2 separate regions of the Hordeum vulgare genome follow, and region 1 is linked to region 2. Evidence: chromatin contacts called from public Hi-C data. All regions are on one chromosome and are shown on one strand. Each heading gives the region's core, a stretch centred on a gene start, on an enhancer-like site or on the middle of the called end of the contact. The rest is flanking DNA. Distances are from core to core; before and after follow the strand shown. Region 1 holds the start of LOC123444740 (extradiol ring-cleavage dioxygenase-like). Region 2 holds the start of LOC123444739 (transcription initiation factor TFIID subunit 9-like).

The links. Hi-C and Micro-C count contacts between places; a contact is called where the count stands out from the background.
Region 1: a contact with region 2 is called in a Hi-C map of leaf, with 2.5 times the contacts expected there. The contact joins the promoter of LOC123444740 here to the promoter of LOC123444739 in region 2. A contact is called at or near these places in 1 of 6 Hi-C or Micro-C datasets (leaf) and 1 of 1 datasets of contacts at active chromatin or transcription factors (embryo).

What each region holds. Positions count from the first base shown.
Region 1 is chr3H:532,020,698-532,026,648 of MorexV3_pseudomolecules_assembly, forward strand. It overlaps LOC123444740 (extradiol ring-cleavage dioxygenase-like), which reads left to right and starts at 4,601. Exons shown (of 3, transcript XM_045121562.1): 1 at 4,601-5,148. The coding sequence starts at 4,777.
Region 2 is chr3H:531,867,665-531,873,335 of MorexV3_pseudomolecules_assembly, forward strand. It overlaps LOC123444739 (transcription initiation factor TFIID subunit 9-like), which reads left to right and starts at 3,087. Exons shown (of 2, transcript XM_045121561.1): 1 at 3,087-3,420. The coding sequence starts at 3,109. It overlaps TRNAS-GCU (a tRNA gene), which reads right to left and starts at 2,998; the gene lies at 2,917-2,998.

The DNA.
Region 1 (5,951 bases), core at 3,351-5,850, 150 kb after region 2:
CATCGAGATCTTCAACATGCTTGATCACGACAGCGCCACCGCCGCTAACATCTGGGGCTCTCTTCGCCAGCTTTTTCAAAGAAATATCGACGCTCGGAAAAATGCTTTGCACACCGAGCTTCGTAACCTCGCCCAAGGCGATGCCCCGGTGAAACTCTTCTGCCAGCGCGTCAAGGCCATCGGCGATGAGCTTCGCAAACTCGGTGAACCTGTCAGCGACTCGCAACTCATCAACATCATTGTCATCAGGCTCAGCGAGGATTTCGAGAAACAGGCCTCCTTCATCCCGATGGTGTGGCCTCCTCCAACCTTCGTCGAGGTCCGCTCCATGCTGGAGCTCGCGGCGGAAACTCAAGCTCACAAAGCTCTCGCCCAAAAGTCTTCGATGTTGCGGCTCGTCCTCCTACGCCGTCTCCATCAGCGCCTCCCATGCTAGCTCATGCCGCCACGCCGCCCACAACGCCATTTGTGCAGCCACCTTGATACGTCTCCAACGTATCTATAATTTTTGATGGTTTCATGTTATTATCTTGTCAAACTTTGGATGCTTTGTATGCCTTTTATATATTTTTTGGGACTAACATATTAACTCAGTGCCAAGTGTTAGTTCCTGTTTTTGCCATGTTTTTTACCCCTTTCAGAGGAGGATTTTAAACGGAGTCCAAACGGAACGAAACTGCCAAAAAGATTTTTTCCGAAACAGAAAAAGATCGGGAAGCCTGAGAATCAGGGCAGGGGGCCACCAGGGACCCCACAAGCCCCCTAGCCGTGGCCGGGGGGGCGCCTCCTAAGCTTGTGGGATCCCTGGGCCTCCTCTGCCCTAGGTCTTTCGACTAAAAATTCCCTAAAATCCCAAAAAAATCAGGAGATCATCGAAAGTACTTTTCCGCCGCCGCAAGCTTCTGTCTCCGCAAGATCCCATCTGGGGCACATTCTGGTGCCCTGCTGGAGGGGGGATTCAGATACAGAGGGCTTCTTCATCAACATCATGACCTCTCTGATGATGCGTGAGTAGTTCACCACAGACCTACGGGTCCATAGATAGTAGCTAGATGGCTTCTTCTCTCTCTTGGATCTTCAATACAAAGTTCTCCATGATCTTCATGGAGATCTATCGATGTAATCTTCTTTTGCAGTGTGTTTGTCGAGATCCGATGAATTGTGGATTTATGATCAGATTATCTATGAATCTTATTTGAGTTTCTTCTGCTCTCTTATGCATGATTTCATATCCTTGTAATTCTCTTCGAGTTGTGGGTTTTGTTTGGCCAACTAGATCTATGATTCTTGCAATGGGAGAAGTGCTTGGTTTTGGGTTCATACCGTGCGGTGACCTCACCCAGTGACAGAAGGGGTAGCGAGGCACGCATCGTGTTGTTGCCATCAAGGGTAAAAAGATGGGGTTTTCATCATTGGTTTGAGTTTATCCCTCTACATCATGTCATCTTGCTTATGGCGTTACTCTGTTCGTCATGAACTCAATACACTAGATGCATGCTGGATAGCGGTCGATGTGTGGAGTAATAGTAGTAGATGGAGAAAGTATCGGTCTACTTGTCTCGGACGTGATGCCTATATGTATGATCATTGCCTTAGATATCGTCATGACTTTGCGCGGTTCTATCAATTGCTCCACAGTAATTTGTTCACCCACCGTGATATTTGCTATTTTGAGAGAAGCCTCTAGTGAACACTATTGCCCCCGGGTCTACTCCACACCATATTTTCGGCCTTGCACTTTTTCTTCGTTTCACTTTCCGCCTTCAGATCTCACTTTGCAATCAATCTTGAAGGGATTGACAACCCCTTTATAGTGTTGGGTGCAAGCTCTTTGTGTTTGTGCAGGTACTCTGGACTTGACGAGATTCTCCTACTGGATTGATACCTTGGTTCTCAAACTGAGGGAAATACTTACTGCTCCTGTGCTGCATCACCCTTTCCTCTTCAAGGGAATACCAACGCAAGCTCAAGGGACGACAGAAGATCTCTGTCGAGGTAGCACACCTCCAGGCTACCGCCCTGGTCCCAACTACCGTGGAAAGAACCCTATCTACAGGTCGCGCTTGGCGCCTCCTTGGACACCGCCGTCTTCAAACCCTATGATGGCTCCGAGTGCTCCACCAGCGTCTCCATCCCGCCGTCCTCCGCATGATCCATGGACCGGGCTTGTCCACGCATGGCCTATGCCTTGGTCTGCCACGTCGCCCCTGGGGGCTCCACCTGCCTACACCGGTGCTTGGCAACCCGGCCTTCGTCCGCATACTGGTGCCCGTGGGTTACTTACCCCTCGAGAGTCAGCGAACGCATATCATGTCGCTCCATCACATACTTCATACAGTGCTCCACCGCCCTGCCCTACTGACGGAAGCCTCTACTACACGCCCTCGTCAGCTCTCCTGTCTTCACCGGCATATGAGCCGGCGCTGCTGCCAACACCAACCTCACGTGCACCGCCGGGCTGGGATCAAGTCGCCTTTCTCCAGGTTATGAACAACTTTGGTGTCCAAGGAAACTCAGGTACATATTGGAATTTTTTTTCTGGTGCCTCTAGTCATATGTCTCCATCAAGTAATTTGCTATCTTTTTGGGAGATGTGTTTTTGCACCGAGGTGCATACGCACCCGGATGAACAGTAACATACACAAAAAATATATGTTTTCAGAAAAATCCGATTTTTCTGGATGTCTATGTTATTGTCGCAAGCATGCTTGACAATTTTCATGTGAATCGGAGGAGTGGTGTTTCGTCGATGAAAAGAAACAAATTTGGATGTGACATTTCAGAAAAACCATTGATGTTCAACTTGTTTTTTTTACACACGTCAAAATACTTAACCTTTTTGCCTAAAAAATTTCAGATAGCATTTGAATGTGCCTTTACTGTTGCAAATTTACACGCTTCTCTTCTTTACTTTTGCATTTCTCGTTGTCTTCGCATAGATCAACTCCTTTCAGGGCTGGCCCTGTGTTTCGGAAGGCCCTAGGCGGACTCGACAACATGGGCCTCTTAAGTCCTAAGACCATATATGTATGTGTTTGGGTGATACATAAATAAATAAATATAATTGGGGAAAAAATCTTCAGTTTTAGATTTGGCTATAATACTTGTTGGAGAATGCCATAATACAATAGAAAAACTACAAAGATAGCAAAATGAAACTAACATGACATAATTATCTCAGATAAGAACCAAATTTGACTAATTCCATTGACAATAATACTATTTTAGTGCTTTTGAAAAAAGCTTCGTAGTGTTCTTCTTGATGCAAAGCCAGCAAGGAGAATATCGAGATCAACACTATCCAAGATATGCATCTCAATGCAGCACATAGCCAAGCAATTCAATATAATCTATCTTCCAACATAGTTGACCTCAAACAATTTTCCTGCTCAGGATTAGCTTATTGCCATTGTTCTTCACTCACATCAACATTGAAATTGGGTAGCCAGGTTGCCGGCGCCGGCACTGCCACACGGCGCAACAACAGGCTGCCCGTCTGTCGCGCGCGCAGCGACGACAACGAGGCGCCGAGCGAGAGCGACGGTCGACAAATACGAACAAGAGGAACTCGAACAGACGAAGGCACGGCTATACAACGGTCTTGAGATTGATTTGATTCAGATTTTCAAGGGCGTACGCGTGCGGCCGTGCCTGGCGTATGGCCACGCTTAACTAGTTCGCTCGTATCTGCCAAACAATTAGGCCTAGCCCATTGCGCTTCTCTCAAATTGTTTCTTATCTATTTTTTTTGCTGGGCTATACTACACATATATACCACATCATGGGCCCCCCTCAGGCCTGGGCCCTAGACCGTCGCCCCTCTGACCATACACCAGGCCGGCACTAACTCCTTTGAGAACAAAACTCAAACGAACTCCAAGGTACTAAATGAAGAACGAGAACAAAACAAAGCTTATTCTATTTCCATTTATTTATTTGCGTTTTTGAAAACTAACTTGCAATAAAAAATCATAAAGGCAAAAATAAAAAGCAAAAGAGTTGGAAGATACCGACGCGAGTGTTTCGAATCTCCTCGAGCTTAAGAGCCTGTTTGGGACTGCTCTGCTCCTTAAAATTCAGCTCTGCTCCAGAAAAAATAAGCCAAACGGGATAGCTCCAGGATATGCTGCTCCACAAAAAATCTAGAATCTGGGATACAACTTCAAAGTTTTTAGAAAGCTCCTGAGAGGGTGCTCCAAAAAAGACTAGAAGCTGGAGTTGGGGGAAAATTACCCACCACTGCCACCAGTAAGTGGATACCCCTTCATTTCTTTCCCCTCAACCAATCAAATAGATTCTTTCCATCAAATTTTTTATTCTTGAAGTTGGAGCTAGATGGAAGCCAAACATTCTCTTGATAGTGCTATAGCTTCTGTATGAAACTGCTCCAAAGTAAATTTGATGAAGTGAAGCTGATTTTGATGAATTGAAGCAGTCCCAAACATGCCCTAAGTACACCATCATTAGAATTTATTCAAATACCGTCACCACATCTTGATGTAAAAGTAATGATCGCCTCCCCAAACTTTTATGCCCATTGTCGAAAGGCAAAATGCCTCTCCTCAAAATTAGAAAAGGAAAATGTCATTGACTCCTTGCTGGAAAAGCAGCAAAGCACAGGAGAGAAAGTAGCACGAGCAAGCGTCTGGGCTCTCCTCCTACCAACCACGCGACACACGAGCCCGTCAGGAATAGGGGCCTGAGCCGGAAACTCACAACCGCGTCGACTGCAGCGCTCGCGGCACCCGTAATAAGGAGAGCACCCCGCTGGCGGCGATGGGGCAGAGCCACAGCCTAGCCATAGCCAACAAGCCCAAACCGGGGGACAGGCACGCGACGCCACAGCCGCGCGGCGGCGACGACCAACACCAGAACCAGCCAGAAGCCGCCGGGAGGCGCCCGCCGGCCGCGGCCATGGACACCTTCTTCCTGTCGCACGGCTCGCCCACGCTCTCCATCGACGAGACGATCCCGGCGCGGAGCTTCTTCGAGTCATGGCTGCCGGCGGCCGTCGCCGGCCCGGAGCGGCCGCGCGCCATCCTGATCGTGTCGGCCCACTGGGAGACGGCCACGCCGGCCGTCAACGTCATCCGCGGCAGCAACGACACCATCCACGACTTCGGCGGCTTCCCCAAGTCCATGTACCAGGTCCGTTCCCGGCTTGCTTGCTTTCTTCCATCCCCTCTCGTTCTGGTTCGATTGAGATGTTGTCCTGGTTGGTTGGGCCGGTCAGACTTCGCGTGGATCCGCTGTTTGATTTTAAAATAGCCAAGGTTGGTGGTGGATGCCCTTGCCTTGGTTTTGGCTGTGGGTTCTCGAAAGGAGATTGGTCATGGCATGGTACAGGTGCACACGCCAAAACTGGATGGTACTAATACTATTCCAAAATTTGCTCAAAGAAAGTTGGACTTTTTTTTTTTTTGCTTGATCACTTGAATTTTGGTGAATAAAGGGTATGATATCCTGCAACATCGTTAACTGTGAACACTGCGCATGTTCTGAATTTTATTGTAGATAACACCTTATTGAGGTTGGGAAACGGTAGGGTCGTGAGGATACCATTATTTGAGTAGGTAGTAGTGAGGCTACAAAGGTTGCATCCAATTCGTTATGATACTATAGCAAGAGGTAATCGAAGACTCATTCAACATAGAATTTCATAAAAATATTTGTAGCCGGCATCGATCCCATGTCTTTGGTATAATGAAGCCTAAGAGCAACCCAGCGAGAGGACGCATTTCGTCCGTGTGTGTTCGTATATATTGACGTGGATAAAAGTAATGGCCTAATGTGAAGATTCATTTTTATTTTGCGTCTATTTTGTGTCCGCGCGGATCCATTTTTAACGCAAATTTGGATCATATTTGGGTCGCTGACGGATACAAAGCACACATTTTTTTGTGGCTACGTCGTCCGCATGTGTGACCTGACCCATTTGTCACATAGCCACC
Region 2 (5,671 bases), core at 1,837-4,336:
GATTACGTTGCAGAAACATCTCTAGAATTTTATTTACAACCGTCTTTACTATAGGAATATTTTCTGTAACAAAGACCGTGTTGCGGAAATATTTGTAGATTTTTTGCAACAAAGTTTGTTATAATTTTCCCGCAACAAAGATCATGTTGTAGAATATTTTTTACAATAGAAATCACGTTGTAGAAATGTGTGTAATTCTTTTTTGTAAGAGAGGTCTTGTTGCGGAAAAATTATGCAAGAGAGATAATGTTGCAGGAACTATACGACGGCAGCGATAGAGGTTGCGATGTTGAATGATGGAGACGGCGGACAAGGCTCGAGCGATCTCTCTTCCTGCAACAAGACCTTAGTTGCAAAATTGCTGGGGAACGTTGCATGGGAAACAATGCACACACAATACCTATCCATGGCGATGATCATCTACGAGAGGGGAGAGTGAATCTAGATACCCTTGTAGATCGCTAAGCGGAAGCGTATATAACGCGGAACATCTTCACGATTCAAATCGCAGCCCGTCACGCGATCTCATCACGATCCGTCCCGCGATCCCATCACGATCCATCTGTGCTCTAGTGCCGAACGGACGACACCTCCACGTTCAACACACGTACACCTCGATGACGATCCCCACCTTCTTGATGCAACAAGAGGGGCGGAGAGGTAGATGAGTTCTCCAGCACGGCGTCGTGGTAGTGGTGGTGGTGAACTAATCCAGCAGGGCTTCGCCTAAGCACCGCCGAACTAGACTAGACGAGAAACAAATCTCCGTAGCTGATTCATGTGTCTCAAAACCCTCAAAACCTTTAGTATATGTAGGAGGAGGATAGAGGAGGCAGCCTTGGCCCCTACTCCAAGGAGAAGGTGTCGGCCGAACCCTACAAGGAAGAGTCCACCTTCCCACAAGGGAAGTGGACTAGTTTGGGAGGACTCCTCCTTCCTTTCCTTGTAAAGGACTATGGCCTTTTATCTCCACTCTTAGCCGCATGGGCTTTTGAGAGAGGCTTCGGCCAGCCCACCAGGGGCTGGTCCACCTCCTCTCACAACCCATAAGGCTCTTGGGTCGTCACACCCCTCCCGGTGGTTCCCGGCACCCTCCCGGCACTCCTGGTACACTACCGATGAGCCTGAAACTTTTCCGGAGACCAAAACAGGACTTCTTATATATATCAATCTTTACCTCTTCCGGAGCTCCTCGTGACGTCCGGGACTCCGAACAACCTTCGGTCACCAACATACATAACTGGACTATACCGAAACATCATCGAACCTTAAGTGTGCAGACCCTACGGGTTCGAGAACTATGCACACATGACCTGAGACATTCTCTAGTCAATAACCAATAGCGGGACCTGTAGGCCCGTATTGGCTCCTACATATTCTACGAAGATCTTTGTCGGTTGAACCTCGATGTCAAGGATTCAGTTAATCCCGTATAATGTTCCCTTTGTCCATCGGTATGTTACTTGCCCGAGATTCGATCGTCGGTATCTCTATACCTAGTTCAATCTCGTTACCGGCAAGTCTCTTTACTCGTTCCGTAATACCAGATCCCATGGCTAACTCCTTAGTCACATTGCTTGCAAGGCTTGTTTGTGATGTTGTATTACCGAGTGAGCCCCGAGGTACCTCTTCGTCACATGGAGTGACAAGTTCCAGTCTTGATCCATGCCAACCCAATAGACACCTTCGGAGATACATGTAGAGCACATTTATAGTTACCCAGTTACATTGCGATGTTTGATACACACAAGGCATTCCTCTGGTGTCCAGGAGTTGCATGATCTCATGGTCATAGGAACAGATACATTGACATGCAGAAAACAATAGCTATAAACTGACACGATCATATGCTACGTTCATAGTTTGAGTCTTGTCCATCACATCATTCTCCTAATGATGTGATCCCGTTATCAAGTGACAACACTTGTCTATGGCTAGGAAACCTTAATCATCTTTGATCAATGAGCTAGTCAACTAGTGGCTTACTAGGGACAGTGTTTTGTCTATGTATCCAGGCATGTATTTTAGTTTCCAATCAATACAATTATAGCATGGATAATAAACTATTATCATGAATAAGAAAATATAATAATAACCAATTTATTATTGCCTCTAGGGCATATTTTCAACAAAAATATATCTTCTTTCCTTTCCTCCAACAAGATCCTTTGCAAAAATTACAATATCTTTCAACCCTTTTCTGTTTTCCGTAATGAGACCTTTGTTGCGAAAATTTCATCTAAAGCAATTGTAGTATTACTTCGTGCATTCCGTTCACAAAAATTACTTGTGAGCGACACATGCGTGTAGCATCCAAAGCGCGGCCTAAAATACCGACACTTCATCGATTTAATGGAAGATGACATTTTAAAAAGTTTCTTGCCATATAAGCCCTTCACGTGGTCGGCCCGATTAAAATGAATCGGACGTGTGGCGGATGTCACGTGCAGGATCAGTCGGTAGATTTAGACCATTTTTCTTGAGTAAGAGCCTGTGTGGGACTGCTCTGCTCCTTAAAATTCAGCTCTGCTCCAGAAAAGACAAGCCAAACGGGGTAGCTCCACGATATGTTGTTCCGCAAAAAACTAGAATCTAGGTACAACTTCAGAGTTTTTATGAAGCTCCTAAGAGGGTGCTCAAAAAAACTCTAGAAGTTGAAGCTGGGGGGAATTACGCACCACTGCCACCAGTAAATGGATACCCCTTCATTTCTTTACCCTCAACCAATGAAATAGATTCTTTCCACTGAATTTTCTATCCCAGAAGCTGGAGCTAAATGAAAGCCAAACATTCTCTTGATAGTGCTATAACTTCTATATGAAACTGCTTCAAAATAAATTTGACGAAGTGAAGCTGATTTTGATGAATTGAAGCAGTCCCAAACAGCCTAAACCAAGCCACACAAAAAAAAAAAATCGACGCCTGAGAGATTCGAACTCTCGCGGGGAAACCCCATGTACTTAGCAGGCACACGCCTTAACCACTCGGCCAAAGCGTCTTTGATGACACTATTGCTACATTTTATGCTTTTAAACGGTACTATATCTAACCCCCATTCGTTCCCCGAACCCCTCCCCACCAGCCGAGGCAAGACACAGCAATCAGGCCATGGACAGCGGCGGCGTGCGGCCATCGCTTCCGTCCGCGGCGGCGGCGGGAGGAGCCTCCGTCCCGGACGAGCCGCGCGACGCGCGCGTGGTGCGGGAGCTCCTCCGGTCGATGGGGCTCGGCGAGGGCGAGTACGAGCCGCGCGTCGTGGGCCAGTTCCTGGACCTGGCATACCGGTACGTCGGGGACGTGCTCGGCGACGCCCAGGTCTACGCCGACCACGCAGACAAGCCCCAGATCGACGCCGACGACGTCCGCCTCGCCATCCAGGCCAATGTCAACTTCTCCTTCTCCCAGCCGCCGCCCCGCGAGGTACGAGCACTACCAATCTCACCAAAAACCCTAGAGTATATCTTCGTTAGATTCGGACGAATTACTAGGTATCGTAGCTTCATTCAACTCGTCAATGAAGAGGACAAGGGTCCAATTTAAACTCCAGATCCAGGGCGGGCTTTCCTGTGAACCTATCAGATTCGGAGGGAACAATGTTTTGGACTCCGATTGGGGAAAGGATAAGCTTGTAGAGGATGTGCAGATGTGTCGAAGAAGAAACAATCTAGATAGATACTGCCTCTATCCGGTTATACAGGGGCTAATATGTATTTCGAGATTTAAGCTGACCATCAATAGGATCCCTGTTCAAGAATCCATCCGATTAACCAGTTAAATTGTTGATTAATCCCTACTCGCAGGCTCATTGAATAGCCGATAAACCTAAAAATCGTCCTATTAATTGATTAAATTGCTGATTCCCTTGCCGATTAGCCCATTAATCCCCTACTCGCCACCCAACCGAGCAGCTGCCAGTTAACGATTTCCTCAACAAGGAATAGGATAAACATATATGAGATGTATATGCTATAAAGATCCTACCATTAGAAACAACTTTCAACGAATTTGATGGTATACTTTTTGCAACGCCCGCATCATATATTATTGGTCTAAATAATGGTCAAAATAAATCTTGAAACATGCTTTACTCCCTATATATTAGGATGGAGGGAGTACGGAAAATGGTGTGTGCTATGAGATTTCAGTTAATTTCTGGGTCTTGGCTGGGAGATATTTTTTGGGGGAAATTTGAATCTCAAATAAGGCTCAACTTCTTGATCAAATGTGTTCCACAATAAGAGCACATCAATCATAGCTTCAGACATGGTGGTTAGAAGCCACCATCCGGAACGCAGCACAGAGAGATTGCGGATTTGCAGTTTTGAGTCCTTGAGCTCACAAAATGTCGGTTTTTTTAACTCATAGCCATCTGAGGGACCAACATATCAGTCAGTGTTATACTGAAATTATAATGAACAAACATAGGAGGGAATGTGGGATTCAAACCCAGATTCATCTCAAGTACTAGTACTCTACCACCCTACCACTAGGACCAAGATGACTCCTTTATCCGTTAGGAAGTTGGAACTGACCAAACTTTTGCCAGTTTGATGGGGTAATCAGGGAGTGCCAAGATTTTACGTCCAGAGTGCAGCTATTAGCAGAAATGAATACCTTGTCGATGTAAGGTATGATCAATACCAATAGGTGGGAGAAGTCAGAAGTAAAGGTAGCAGAATAGAATCCATACTCAAAGAAAAAAAAGCAAAGAGCCCTTTCTAGCCTCCATCATGGGAGAACCTTTCATATTTGCGCATATGATGCAAGGAGAGTCCAGTTCGGACAGAACATTGAAATTTAATTCAGTCCATGTCTTGTTAGGAATGTTCAGCTGAGCCCATTTATGTTTGGAAAGTTGAATGCTTATCTGCTGAAGGGTCTAAAATCTTAGGAATCATGTGCAAATAGTAGTTTCATATACACAATTTTACTTCACCTTTGAGAACCAAGCAAGAAACAAATAACCTGTTCTGTTAGTGCAGAGATGCTGCTAGTCTGTTGGAACTGGAAACACGAATACTCAGTTTCCTTATTAGTTGGCTTTACTCTTTAGATATATTATGTGTATTCTATTGTTGATAACTTTCATTAGATTTGGACAGTCTACATGGATGGGTCAAGTCAAATAATCACATAGAAGAGAGAGCATCTGTTAGGCCTAGCGACTCGTAGCACCCGGTAAGGGCCTGGCGATCTTGTTTTTCTTGCTGCCGGTGGCAGAAATCTCTGGTAAATCATCAATGGGCATGCTGCACTCTGCGGCGCGCTTCCTGGAATCCTTACCAGATTCGTAGGGACTCTTGTTCTTGCCCTCCCACCCGGGAGCTTTGCCGGCAGGAGCAGGTGCCTTGTCGGCAAATGCTGCCGCTGCCTCCCGATAGAGTTTGTCAACGCAGAGGACCGCGTTCTTGCTGTCGGTGTGGACGTTGATGACGCTCATCGGCCCTGGCATCTTCAGTGTATTGTAGGTGTGGTGAGACTGCGCCATGAATTTTATGAGGGGTGCGGCGGAGGTCCCGTCGTCGCCGCTGTTGCTGCTGCAGTAGTCGCCGTCGCGACGTTATCCTCAGTCGCCGCTAGCGCGTCTCGCGTCACCATGATGACGGGGTTCGGGCCGCGGCTCGCGGAACTCCGTGCGGTGTTGTGGCTGCGTCGCCTGTAGCTGACTGTG